2 separate regions of the Mus musculus genome follow, and region 2 is linked to region 1. The links are chromatin contacts, called in public HiChIP or PLAC-seq maps. All regions are on one chromosome and are shown on one strand. Each heading gives the region's core, a stretch centred on a gene start, on an enhancer-like site or on the middle of the called end of the contact. The rest is flanking DNA. Distances are from core to core; before and after follow the strand shown. Region 1 overlaps Phc2 (polyhomeotic 2). Region 2 has its middle 6.9 kb from the start of Zfp362.

The links. HiChIP or PLAC-seq counts read pairs in DNA pulled down with a chosen protein or histone mark.
Region 2: a contact with region 1 is called in an H3K4me3 HiChIP or PLAC-seq map of bone marrow-derived macrophages, with 2.3 times the contacts expected there. The contact joins two enhancer-like sites. A contact is called at or near these places in 1 of 39 promoter capture datasets (embryonic stem cells), 6 of 115 datasets of contacts at active chromatin or transcription factors (T-cell acute lymphoblastic leukemia, bone marrow-derived macrophages, embryonic stem cells and 1 more) and 3 of 9 other capture datasets (adipose tissue, liver and pancreatic islet).

The regions. Positions count from the first base shown.
Region 1 is chr4:128,696,470-128,702,841 of GRCm38.p6, forward strand. All of the region lies in intron 1 of Phc2 (polyhomeotic 2), which reads left to right. Among named protein-coding and RNA genes, the nearest start is that of Gm33712, 28 kb to the right of the region's middle. Within about 2 kb of position 1,767, at least 121 of the 459 cell types and tissues checked have an H3K27ac peak or open chromatin away from gene starts, as enhancers often do. A contact at or near this core is called in bone marrow-derived macrophages and stem cell-derived neural progenitor cells, where this site is marked.
Region 2 is chr4:128,809,673-128,816,268 of GRCm38.p6, forward strand. No RefSeq gene overlaps it. Among named protein-coding and RNA genes, the nearest start is that of Zfp362, 6.9 kb to the left of the region's middle. Within about 2 kb of position 1,924, at least 360 of the 459 cell types and tissues checked have an H3K27ac peak or open chromatin away from gene starts, as enhancers often do. A contact at or near this core is called in bone marrow-derived macrophages and stem cell-derived neural progenitor cells, where this site is marked.

The DNA.
Region 1 (6,372 bases), core at 517-3,016:
AGTTGCTGAGCCCCAGTCTTGGAATCTCTGCTTCTCTGGGTCTGAAGTGGGGCCTGAGAGCTGACAGTCTTGGGAACCCTCCTGAGGCCACATGTTGGGACCCCCTGATGTGACCCACAGGGCCCTTACATTGGCGAGACTGAGTTATGTCTCTGCAATTTTCCTACAAGCTTCATCTGACCTCGTTTGGCTCATGAGAGTTAGATGTAGGCAGTACACTTTAATACTTTCTAGGGCTGCCGTGACCAACAAGGTTGTCTGAAACTGAAGAGAACTTTGTTCCTCTGAGTCCTTCTGGCCTCTCTGGTTTGCTGCTTGGCTTACAGCAATGTTCACCAGTCCTTGCCTCTTTTCACTCCTCACATCCACTAAAGACCTCAGGGAGACTGGCCCACCTCAGAACCATGAGACTGAAGCTTCCTGAGCCAAGACAAACCCCGCCCTCACACCTTACTCCCCAGCCCAGCCCAGAAGGGGTAAGATCAAATCTTTCTCTTTCTTCTGCGAATGCTTGTCAACAAATCAGCACCAGGTTGGAGCATAAACGCTCGGTAGAATCTGCCTTTTCTATGGTACCAAGAAATATCAGGCCTCAGCAGGAAAAGGCTGCTGATGTGAGCGCACGCTCTTGTGTTTTGCTATGAGGTCATTGTCTGGCTTGCTAGAGCAGTGGTCTGCTCTAGCTATGCCTCTGACACTTCTGTCTTGTTGCCTTTCCTTAATATACTTGGTTTACTTTCTTTGATTACCTACATACACCCCCGCCATGTGTGTATGTGTTCCTGTGTGTGTGTGTGGGGGGGGGGGGGGGTATGAGTGCATGTGTATAGGCGCATGCATGTGCATGGAGTCCAGAGGTCACTGTCAGGTGTCTTCCTCTATTGCTTATCCACTTGATTTTTTTAAGACAGGGCTTCATACTGAGCTGGGAGCTTGCTGAGTTGACTAGACTAGCTGGCCAGCAAGCCCGGGCGGGGATCCTGCCCTCTCTGCACCCTGCCACCCAGTGCTGGGGTTCCAGGTGCATGGTGAGCCGTCCAGCTTTTTAGGTCCTTAGGGATCAAGTTCAGGCCCTTGAGCTTGCTGGGCACGCATTCCATCCGCTGAGCCATCTCCCTGTTCTCTTTACCTTGATCTAGGTTTGTAAGAGACACGGCAGGCACAGAGGGAGGTCAGGAGGGAGGTTTGAGCTGCCCAGTGCCTCCGTACCTTCACAGTGCTGCCGGAGCTCTGCGAAGGATGGGGGTGTAGGGATTCACCCTGCAACCTGGAGGTGGAAGGGGGTCTCCCCTAGCTCCCTCAGTCTAGAGAACTGAATTTTCAATCATTGTCTCCCCCCTCGAAGAGAGAGGCACCCAGGAGGAACCCTTCATGCTGCCTTTTCAGACTCTACACAGAGGCCAATATGCTGGTACCAGGAGCAGCCATTGTGGGGGGGGGGGGCCCTAGACCTCTCTCTTCCTGTCAAGCCCTGATCCCATTAGAAAGCCTCATCCCGCTGGACCTGCGGTCTCTGGTGAGGGTTTAAGAGCTGTTTTCACTATCTTCCCCCTCTGCCTCCCTGGAACACCATCACAGCCATAATCCACAGCAAATGGATTTCCCTGACCCTGGGGACAAAGGCCTAGTGTTTCCTAGACTTGGCGGCTCCTGAAAGGACAGAACCATCAGCATTTCTCCAGCTGCCGGGTCTCAAGCCCTGTAGGCCTCAGAGACCTGTAATAAGATCGCTATCCAAGCCAGTTCCAGTCAGCACATCGCTCAAAGTGGTCCCTTGTGGTTGGGAGGGAGGCCTGACTGAAACAGGAACGGCAGCTTTGGAGCTCAGCCTCACACAGAACCACACAGTGAGTTGGAACCAGAGAAAAACATATTTCTAGTTCTGGCTGTCAGCCATTAGTGAGACTTGGCTGTGGTTCACAGTGGGAGTCCACAGGGGTGGGTGGCCTTGGGACGGAATAAGGCAGTCATTAGAAGGAAGAGAAAGGGGAATGAGACTAGGAAGAGGAAATTGAGGAGGAGTGGATAAATGTTTAAAGCATGGGCGCTGTGAAATGTACAGATTCATATTTCTCATGTGGCAGGCAGGCCCTAACGAGAGTCCACAGACAGGCACGTTAGTAGCCCTAGCTAAAACTCCAGGAGGCCTCCTTTGCTTCCCACCCACCCCAAGCTTTGAGGCAGAAGGAACGTGTGAGGAGGGAGAGATGGAAGCTTTGCCACACAAACTGTAGAAGCAGAAGTTGAATGCTGCCGGAGTGTTCCACGCTCTTTGCATGAGGAGACCAACTCACTTCTGGTTTCCCCTCAGGATGAGTCCCAGCCCTCTGGCTGGGTAAGTCCAGTTAGCCCTGGCTGCTGGGCATCCCTCCCATGGTCCTAGAAGAGTCAAAGCCATGTTACCTTGAATAAATCATTCTTTTCCTCAGAAACTAGGCCTTGGTTTTTGTCTAGGAAAAACAAGGGAGTTTGTGGTAATGTCTGATTTCTGGAACTGTTTGATGGGTACATATGTGTAATATCGTGTATGTATAAATGATGTAGAAGGATGGTTTTGTACAAATATTTGATAAACAGTAATTAGAGGATTCAGCCGAGTAATCTCCATTACTTTGCTCTGGTATGTTCTGACAGGGACTGGGCCCAGTGTCACTGCAACAGTGGGCCAGGTCAACACACCTGGCTTTGGACTGCCAGTTTTGTGATGCCCTTAGATAAATTAGATAGCTCCTCCCCATCTGTCTCTGTCTATATCTATATTTTGAAACAATCTTACTACTCTATAGTCCAAGCTAACTCAAACTCATCATTTAACACTTTACTCACAGTAATCCTTCTGCCTCAGAACACTTGGCTTAGATAATTTCTTATTGACAAAATGGGACATTAATAACTACTCTCACAGTAGTCATGAGTATACCCAAAGCATCTACTGTCGAGTAAACAGGCAGTGGTACTGAGCCATCTCTACGGGTAGACTAGAGACCACAGGTAAAAGCTATGATGAAACCATGAGTAGTTTATGTTCTAAAAAGAGGCAGAAACTAAGCTTTCAGGGAGCAGAAGGAGCAGGGCCTGAAGCTCCAGGCATGCAGGGGTACAGTTGACACCATGGGTACAGGAGCAGACACCAAGAACATGACTTCCTTGCAGTAGGCCATTATGAATGTGAGACAGGCAATCACCAACTGTGCCAACAGCCTTCCCATTGGATGGCTTAAGCGACGTAATGATTGACTATGAAGGGGGAGGACTTCAAGGAAGCAGCATTCCATGCTATTCCCCAGGACTCACCTGCACTGCTGACCTGAACAGTATGGTAATGAAAACTGGAAGGAAGGCATTTCGGGGGACAGGGACAGCGTCAGTAGCCACAACAGTAAGCCCGGGGGTGAGATACTGCCAGGTAACCAAGATTTTTCAGGTCAGTCACAATAATCCTGAGCCCGAGGGGTTGCAGCGTGTAGAAGTGGGAAAGACAGGAAGGATCAACACAGGTCCTGACATATACCAGGTAGCTTGAGGGGACCTCTGTGAGTCACAGAAACACTGGTAATTCAACAAATGGCACAAGAACATCTGGATGTCCACATTTCCCCCCACGGAGTTGCCCCATGATTCACTGCTTCTTACATAGTAGAGAATTACAACATTGTGCACAGTGGCCGTTGCCAATGGTGGAAACAACCTGAGTGTCATAGGCAGGTGAATGGAGAAGCAAGCTGTGGTATACACAGAGAGACACACATGCACATATGCAAATACATATGCATATATATGCAAATATATGCATGCATATACATACACACAGAGAGATGTGCACACATATAGAAAGAGGAGTATTAGTCAACCCTAAAGAGGAATACAATTGTTGCATATGATACAATGTGAATAAATGTTTAAAACATTGTGAAGAGGACAGAAGATGTAGCTCCATTCATCTAAGATGTTAGAAAAGGCAGATTCATAAAGGCAGATCTCAGACCACCAGGGGCGGCTGGACAGTGGGGAAGGAATTGCTGCTTAATGGTCACAGGAATTCTAAAACAGAAGGTGGTGGTGGTGGTGGTTGACACCTGAGTGTAGTCAGTGTTTTTGCACACTTTGAAAGGCTGGTGTGCAAACCAGTCTGGCCTGCCTTTCCCTGTCCTCTGCATGAGTGGTCCACAGAGACCCTAAGAGCATGCATCTGGGAAGACAGCTGTAGCTACTAAAAGCAGGAGCTCAGACAGAGGGAGCCAGAGAGACAGTGCATCATCAGTGAGCATGCGCTGTAGCGGGAGTGAGCAAGTAAGTGTGTGCATGTGGGAGACATGTGCTTGGTCCAGCCTGTGTGAGGGATCCTGAGAGGAGGCTGAGCAGTAAGGGATGCTGTCTCAGAGAACCAGAGCCAGGTCAGTGAGGGGTGAGAGGGAGGGAAGACAAATCAGACTGAGAGGAAGGGGCCCATTAGTGGGCTGAGAGCTGGGCAGGATGCATCACACAGGGGGAAAGTGGGAACGAGGGAGCACGCTTTATTTCCAGAGCGCTCAGTGGGAGGAGCATGCGCACCAGGAGGACACAGAGCAGGGTGCAGCCATAGATGCATGGGTAGTGGAGGGTGAACGTGAGCACAGGTGTCACAGAGAGCGGGGACCGGGGTCAAGGGAACAAAACCAAACGAGCCCCTCAACGAGAGGAGGTGGGGGTACGAAGCCATGCGCAAGGCCAACAGAGAAGGGTGGGCTCTGGCCAGCAATGGTAGGAGACAGCTGTGTCCCCAGTGGCTAAGGGAAGTGTCAGTCTTGCGTGGGAGCCATGCTGTTCTTACTTGGCAGTGTTTCCACAGAGGAATGCCACTAGTGTTTGACAACAGGGCCTGAGTACACACTCTGCAGCACCTGTTCAGCCAAAAGCAAAGACTTTTTTTTCCCAAGACAGGGTTTCTCTGTATAGCCCTGGCTGTCCTGGAACTCACTGTGTAGACCAGGCTGTCCTCGAACTAAGAAATCTGCCTGCCTCTGCCTCCCAAATGCTGGGATTAAAGGCATGTGCCACCACACCTGGCGTGATGTCTTAGAACGTGAACTGAACCCCAGTTTTGATCAACATTTAGGAAAAGGGAGATAACGACCCTTTGGGGCAGCCTGTGTTTGGAGGTTGCCATCGTTACCTGGTTAGCCAAGGTCATAGTTGTGGGCTACAGATGAGACAGCATCTGTATCAGTTGCTGCACAGGCGTGAGGACTAGAACTCAGATCCTAGCACCTGTATAATGGCTCGCCCAGAACTTGGTGCATGGGAGTGGAATACAGAGAATCCCTGGAGCAATCTGGCTAACCAAACTAGCCAGAACAGTAAGAGCCCTTACCTCATAAGATGAAGAGAAATGAAGAAGGTGCCCAACATCACCCCGGACCCCCACATTGCTGGAACACAAATATGCATTTAGGCCCACCACATACATAATCTACAAAATAATTTTAATATATATTTTAAATTTCACTTGATAGCTAGCTTTTCAGTTCCTGCAAGGCCAGGAATGGAGTGTTGCATGGCTTTTCATCAGCCTAGACTTCTGTTCCTGGAATATAGATATGGCAGATCTCGACAGAGCCAGGTACAGGAAATCCTTGCTGGCTTAGCTGTGCCATTGGCCCACGCATCTCATCCTCGTCCACAGGCATCCTTAACAAATGATCAGCCATCATGAAGCCTGGTTCCAATGCAAGGCGGGGCCGAGGGATTCGTGGACAGGGACCTCTGTGGCAGTAAAAGCAGACAGGCCTCAAGGAGAACCTGCTTGGTGGTCCAGGTCACAAGCAATGGGTATTTGACAAAGCACCCACTTGCCACCCGGAAGTGGCATCAGCTTCCCAACCTCCAACATTCCTGCCATTTGACCTTCACATACCCATGCATGTGAGGTCTGAAGGTTGACATCAGGTGCAATTACTCTATCTCCCTTATGTGTAGGGCAGGGTCTCTCGCTGTACCCAGAGCTCCATTTACCTAGCCTGGCTCGCCAGCTTGCTGTGGAGATGCCGTATCTGCCACGAAGGCTCCAGGAGCACAGGCAGGCCATCACATCCTTCTGGCATTTATGTGGGTGCTGCATCCGAACTCTGCTCCTCAGGCTCGCCTGGCCAGTCCCCCTGTTGAGCCATTTCTTCAGCTGCCTTCCTGTTCTTTTTTTTTTTAATGCCACAGTGAAACTGTCTGAAGAAAGTGGCTTGAGGATTGTCAACCTCAGATTGAGAGACGGCATTAACATCTGGTTCAGTTCTTTACACAAATCAGTGTTTTCATTAATATGCAAAATACTATCTTCCTTTATGAATTTGGTGTCATCTACAAGGAGAGGGTTTGATGTCTCTGACAGATGATACATAA
Region 2 (6,596 bases), core at 674-3,173, 110 kb after region 1:
AACAGTCAGTGCTCTTAACCGCTGAACCATCGCTCCAGTCCCACATGATTTTATTTTAATGGCACATTTCCTCGGTGGTACTCTTTCTCACAAGGAAAAAGATATCAGGCACACTCCACTAGTGCTGAAACAAAATACCTAATTTCTCAGAACTGTCAAGATCATTAAAAAACAAAACAAAACAAAACCCAAAACAGGGAAGTCTGAAAGTCACAGGCTGGCAGAGCCTGAGGAGACAGGATGACTAAGTGTAATGTGATTGCCCTAGGTGAGGTATTGGAGCAGAAAAATAGGTGTTAAAGCAAAACCAAGAATCTCTAATCAAACTATAGAGTCAAATTAGTTATGTCAGTAAAACTATCTGCCAATAATTGTGGAAAACTGTATCACTTAGTCATAATATATTGATAATGAGGGAAGAATGGTGGGAGTATATAAGGGGAACCCTCTACTATATACTCCAAGTTTTGGTAAATATTAAAATAGCCCTTAAAAATAAATTCTAACTGGGTGTTGTGTTGCATATCTCAGGGAAAGAAATAGGAGGATCTCTGTGAATTTGGAGCTAACCTGATCTACAGGCCAACCAGAGCTACACAGTGAGACCCTGAATACATACATACACATACATCCATATTCACACACACACAATATACACACACATAATACATACACACACACACACACACACACACACACACACACACACAGTAAGCCTAAAAAGAAAACACCCTGAGTGTGCTAATTATGGCATTATTGAAAGGTTCAGCTTATCACTGCCCTGAATATCCTATGGTCCCCAAATGTAACTGTGAGGTCATCACTGGCACTCAGAAGAGCCCTAGAAAAGGCTTTAGGGCCAAAGTCTAAGGACACTGAAGGCACTGAGTGCGGAGCTGGGGCCTTTTGAGGGGATTTGTGTGCGCCCGGCTCCTCCCTACCTTGCGGGACTCCTCTCTGACCACCCACAAAGCGGTTTCAGCCAGCATGAGTGGCCATCCCACCCTCGCCATATCCCTTTTCGTATGTGGTTCCCTTCACCCAGGCTCAACTTCCATGGCCAGCTTCAACTCACCCTTCAGATTTTAGCCTAGCCATTTAAAAGCTATGAGGAGAGGTGAAGGCGCTGGACAGAGAGCTCAATGGTTAAGAGGACCCACCATGGGAGGCTCACAACTGCCTGCAACTTACAGACGATGCACATCCTCTCCGATTCCGCAACTTTTACCCTCCCTTAGGAAGCTCTCTGTGGCTGAGGCTGATCCTCTCCCCCTCCCGTGTCTCTAATGTGGACAGTGCAGCTCCTGACTAAATCCTACCTGCTCTGTAGATGTATTTGTTCCATAAATATGTGTTTAAGAAAAAAAAATTATCAGGATCGCACTGTGTAACCTGGCTAACCTGGAACTCTCTATGTAGATCAGACTGCTCTCAAACTTGCAGAAACCTGCCTGCCTCTGTCTCCTGAGTCCTGGGATTAAACGCACATACCCTCATGCCAGGCTAGGGTAATTTAATTGAGGAAGGAACCATGACTTATATTTTTAATAATTCAGCACACATTCCCCAAGTGCCAACTCAGGGGCCTCATTCAGGGCCCGAGGTTCTGGAGAGGCAGCAGAGGACAAACCCTGGTCCCCAGTCAGACGGAGCACAGTACTACCCAAACTGTACTATGGGAATTAAGAGCTCCAAACCTCAGGTATAGAACACAGAAGGAGAATGCTGCCGGCTTGTACCACCTGCCCACATGGGTCCCCTGCTCTAGTCATCGAGGACCTTAGACTGGCTAGTCACAGACATCTTTGAACAGTACCTACTGGAACTTAAGATTGTCTGAATGGCCAGAGCATGGGTTTTCTACTGCTCTTGCCTGGAAGTGACTCATATCATTCCTCACCATCCATTGGCCAAGACTAGTCACATGGCCTGTCCAACCGCAATAGAAGCTGGGAGATGGAGTTCCCGGTGAGGAAGCGCGGTGGCTATTCGTGATGTGAGTGAACTCTCCAAAAGTCTGCTCTCAGAGACAGGGCTCAGCAAAGAATTCCTTTACTGATTATTTATTTAGGGCTCATGAGCACTACAGAGGAGAGATCTGAAGTGCCGGGAGACAGAAGAGATCGTGGTGAACTCTCCAGAGGAAAAGGGATTTAAGCTGAAACCAGGAAGAGGGCGATTCTAGGAGAGAGACTGGCATGTAGAGGCCCAGAGCAAAGAAGAGCTTGCCACACGGAAGGGATAACAGACCTGCAACCAAACGAGGCAACCGTGACATGATTCAGAGGGATGGATGCTTCGTGTGGGCCCAGGGAGGAGAGGATTTAGGGTTTCGGTTTTATAGAAATAAGGCAACGTAGCAGTTCTATTATGGCCTTCTGTCTTCTGAGTATGGCATGGTGTTGCTGGCTTGAAACCACAGAAGCTGTGATCACACACATGCGACCCAAAGACTTTTCAAATAGAAGTGGGTAGGGAAGTTCACTGGAGCCTCAGCTGAGATTGAGACCCACCTGCTCCTGACCCCTCCAAGAGGCATGTAATCCTGCCTTAGCTGCATTTGGCCTTGGGAGGTGCTGTTTAGAGTTGCTAAAGGGTGGTGGTTAATTGGGATGGGCAGTCCAATAAAGCCCCCCCTTTTTAATTTATTTATTAAGAGCATCACCCATGGTGGAGAAGGGCTTTTCAGTGATGTGACTGTTTGGGGCTCACCTATGAGCCCTTCACCCACATTCCTGTAAGTTAGCCCCATCAGTTCTTTGTTTGCCAGACTCGAGTCACTTCAGTAGGATGGATTCTTTGGCCGGTTATTGGTGCCCGATCTGGATGAATGGAGGTTTCGTCGTTCACCTCTCCCTAGGAAAGATCACAGGCATGACTTCTGGTCCAAGTTCTATCAGAAGTGGTCATATAGTCACGGGAACAAACAGACCGGAATGGGACAAAGCGGGGAAGTAGGGGTACCAAATGGGGAGACTTTCAAAGTCTTCTTCACAAAGGATGAATCCAGCTTGGACCACGTGGTATTGGCGGAAGTGGAGACACTCTAATTCAGTGCAGGACAGGCGTGGGGGAAGCAAGAGGCTTCCCTGGTAGCCCACATTCTCGAGGGAGCCTGAGTAGTTAGTTCACTATTTAAAAAAAAATGTCTCGTGTGGGGTGTGTGTGGGAGTGGGTATGGGTGCCGCAGCACACGTGGAGGTCAGAGGTTAATCTCAGATGTAGGTCCTCACCTTCTACCTCTCTATGCCAGACTTGCCATCCTGCATGCTTACAGGAACTCTCCTGCCTCCCACCTCCTGTCTTATAGAAACATTGGATTACAGACGCTGTCTGTGTAGCTTTCTGTGGGCTCTAAGGATTTCACTTCAAGTCCTTCCACTTGCATGGTACATTAGTTGGAGTTCTCTAGAGGAACAGAACCTACAGGGTAAATATTGGGAGAGAATTTATTAGATTGGCTCACATAATATAGTTAGGTAGTCCAACAATATAGCTGTCTCGCACTGGAAAGGCAGACAGCTCAGTAGTTGCTCGGACTACAGGACTGGCTGCTTCAACAGTTCCAGTCTGGCACCGGCAGCCTAGAAGATTCCTGGAGAGCTGCTGGTCCTCCGTTCACCTTTGGAAGCCTGAAGAAGCCTGTTCTCATATCAGCGAAGGAACCAACTTCGGCAGAGACAGTTAGATGAAACTACCACCCACATTTGGAGCAGCTCTTTCCTCATCGATTATGACAATCAAGAGAACCCCACAGACATGCCCATGGGCCATCTCAATGTGGCCCACCACTCCCTGAGAACCTCTTCCCAGGGATTCTAGCTTGTGTTGAGTTGGCAATTAAAGATACCCATCACACGTGGCAAGCACTTTCCCCACTGAGCCATCACCCACCCCTCCACCCCCTCAGATCATTATTAAGCAGACATATCTTCAGAGTTTGGGATAATCCACAGTTGTATGTGAACTGAAGAAGAAAAGCTCTGCGCTGATTTACATGGCGAATTTGGGCCCCCAATCTAACGTTGGCCCTTACTGATCTCTGTCCTTAACTACCACCATTCCCACCTTGGCGTCTGTCTCCAGCCACTCATTATTTCATTTTCCCGCAAGGCTTTGCACACACAGTCCTCCTCTGCTCAGAATAGATGCTCCACCTAACCACACCCACAGTCTGTTCACCTAGGGAAACCCTTCTTCACCCTGTTGTCAGGGCCCGTAGCTTAATTCTAAGGACAGCCTTATACAACCTTGAGGTTGCTCTCGTAGCTTCATGAGACTCTCTTCTTTTTACACAACGATTCCAGCTATGATTCTGTCTTCAGATTCCTAATAGTTGACTCTGATATCAGATTGCAAACTCAATACTTCTGTGCTCGTTCATTTCATAAGAATGTAATGGGTATCAAAATTTTGAAGGTGAAAGGTGCTCTGAATGGATGAGCTGAAATCTGTAATCCAATATTTACTTGATGGGTGCAATGACTGGGGAGAGGGGAGACCCTGACGAGAGAGGTAGCTCACTGCCCTGTATGAGACAGGAGATCTCTTGCTCTGCTTGCTGCCCTTGCCTTGAAGTGATGTAAACATCTTCTGTCTCCTTAAGTACTTAGCAAAATGGACCCCACACACACTGTGGTCAGTCAGGTGGCACCAAATATCCTGGCTTGGCGCTTGGGAGTGGGGTGGGAAGACTGAGTGGGGAGTAAAGACAAGTAGAGATGTGCTGAGATCAGAAAGCAGGATGGAGAAGTGATCGGGATTTTGTAAATCACTGGGAACTGAAAATCTCTTGAGCACATTATTGGATTTCTACCAAGGTATGGAGGAAATTCTGGTTAAATATTATCCAAATCCGGAAGGCTGAGGAACCGGGGTTTGAACAGGAGGAAGGAATGTCCTGATTGGGCTTATATGACAGTCCAGAGGCCACCAGAAGTCTGTAACTCCAGCTCTGTAATTCAGCTTGGTTCTCACTTGCCCAGCGGTAAAGGCCTCCTTTTAGCTATCCTCCTGTCTCTGACATCAGGAAGACTGGGATCAGGGATTAAGATGAGTGGCGGGGGGGGGGGGGGGGGGGCAGACCAACAGAGCAGGGCCAGCAACAGGCCAGAGCCTCATCCAGACAGGGCAGGACACTGGACACTAGCTCCTGATACTGTTAAATCCCTGAGCTTGTCGGGGCATGTTATTTGGTGCATCTGGGCTTCAAGCTCTTCATGTGAGAATTGGCCAACAGAATAAGGACCAAGCTCCATCTCTGGTGAGAATACCAGGGCTCTGAGATTCAGCCCTGAGATTCTAGTATGTAAATGGGTATGGTAATCTCTCTTCAACAGGGCAGGGTGTCAGGATTAGAACACACCACCAAACGCCAAGCATTAGCTGTAAACAAGGCATCTATTGGGCTTTTGGTGGAAGAATTTGTCCAGAGAAGAGTGGGTACCTAGACCTATGCCAAGTACATGCCCAGGAATCCTTATTCCTAAGAGAGTTGGAGGAGCTCCGGGCGGAGGAGCTCCGGGCTGTAAGAAGGTGGAGTGACCCATAAACCACCTTTGGAAGGTGATGCGCCTGGCAGTAACCTTCATGGCCCTTCTCCAGGGCTGGGCGGGACCCTCCCTGCAGAGCTCCACCAGTTCCCTTTTCTTCCTGGCCTGAGGCTATGAGAGATGGGTGCAAGTGCCGCTAATGAAAGGGCAAGCAATTACTTTCTCGTCTAATTACCACTCACAGTAATTAAACAATCATGGCCTTTGTCCCCTGGAGACCTCAAAACAGCCTGCATGGTAACATCTGGCTCCCTTCTGCCAGGAACAGAGAGCCCATAGGGGCAGGATAGGGAAACTGAGGCAGATAAAAATAAAACCAGCTACCCTACATTGCACACAAACCCCTGAGTTAGAGAAGGTCCTTAGAGAGAGGCACAGAATGGCAGACAGCTGAGGAGGTGTGTTTGAAGTCCCCTGGGCAAACGCTTGTGGCCTCAGTGGTTCACTCGCTTCTCCAGGCCTCAGTTTCCCCATGTGCATCATGAGCTGAACCCAACACTGTGGCTGTAATGCTGTGTTCACTCACCACAAGTGGATGTTCCAAGTTTTACTCCGCCCATACATGATCTCTTTGCATGCTCCATGTTGCGAAAGACAGAACTCTTATCTTAGGCTCACAAATAAGCCACATCCAAAAGGGAGGAGGGGGGTGAGCAGCAGAAACCGTGAGCAAATCCAGGACCTTAGTGTTTCAGTTCAGATGTGGAATGGCCTCCACGGGGCCATGGCTGAAGGCTAGGTTCTCCATCCTGCAGTCCTAGGGAGGACAGGGACTTGAAGGGGTGAGGCATAGGGTGGGGGGTCTTCTGCTGGTTGTGGGTGTGCACTTGAGGGGCATATTTAGACCTTAGTCCCCAAATCCCTCTTTGCACATCCTGCCCATGAGGTGAGAAGTATCGCCCCACCATGCGTTCCGGCAAGGATGTGGTCCAAAATGCAATGAGTCCATCCAACTGGATTCTCCAGGACCATGACTCAAAAATCTTTTCTCCCTCTCACTATCTGAGTCCACAGTTCAGAGCCACAGCCACCCAAAGGCATTGG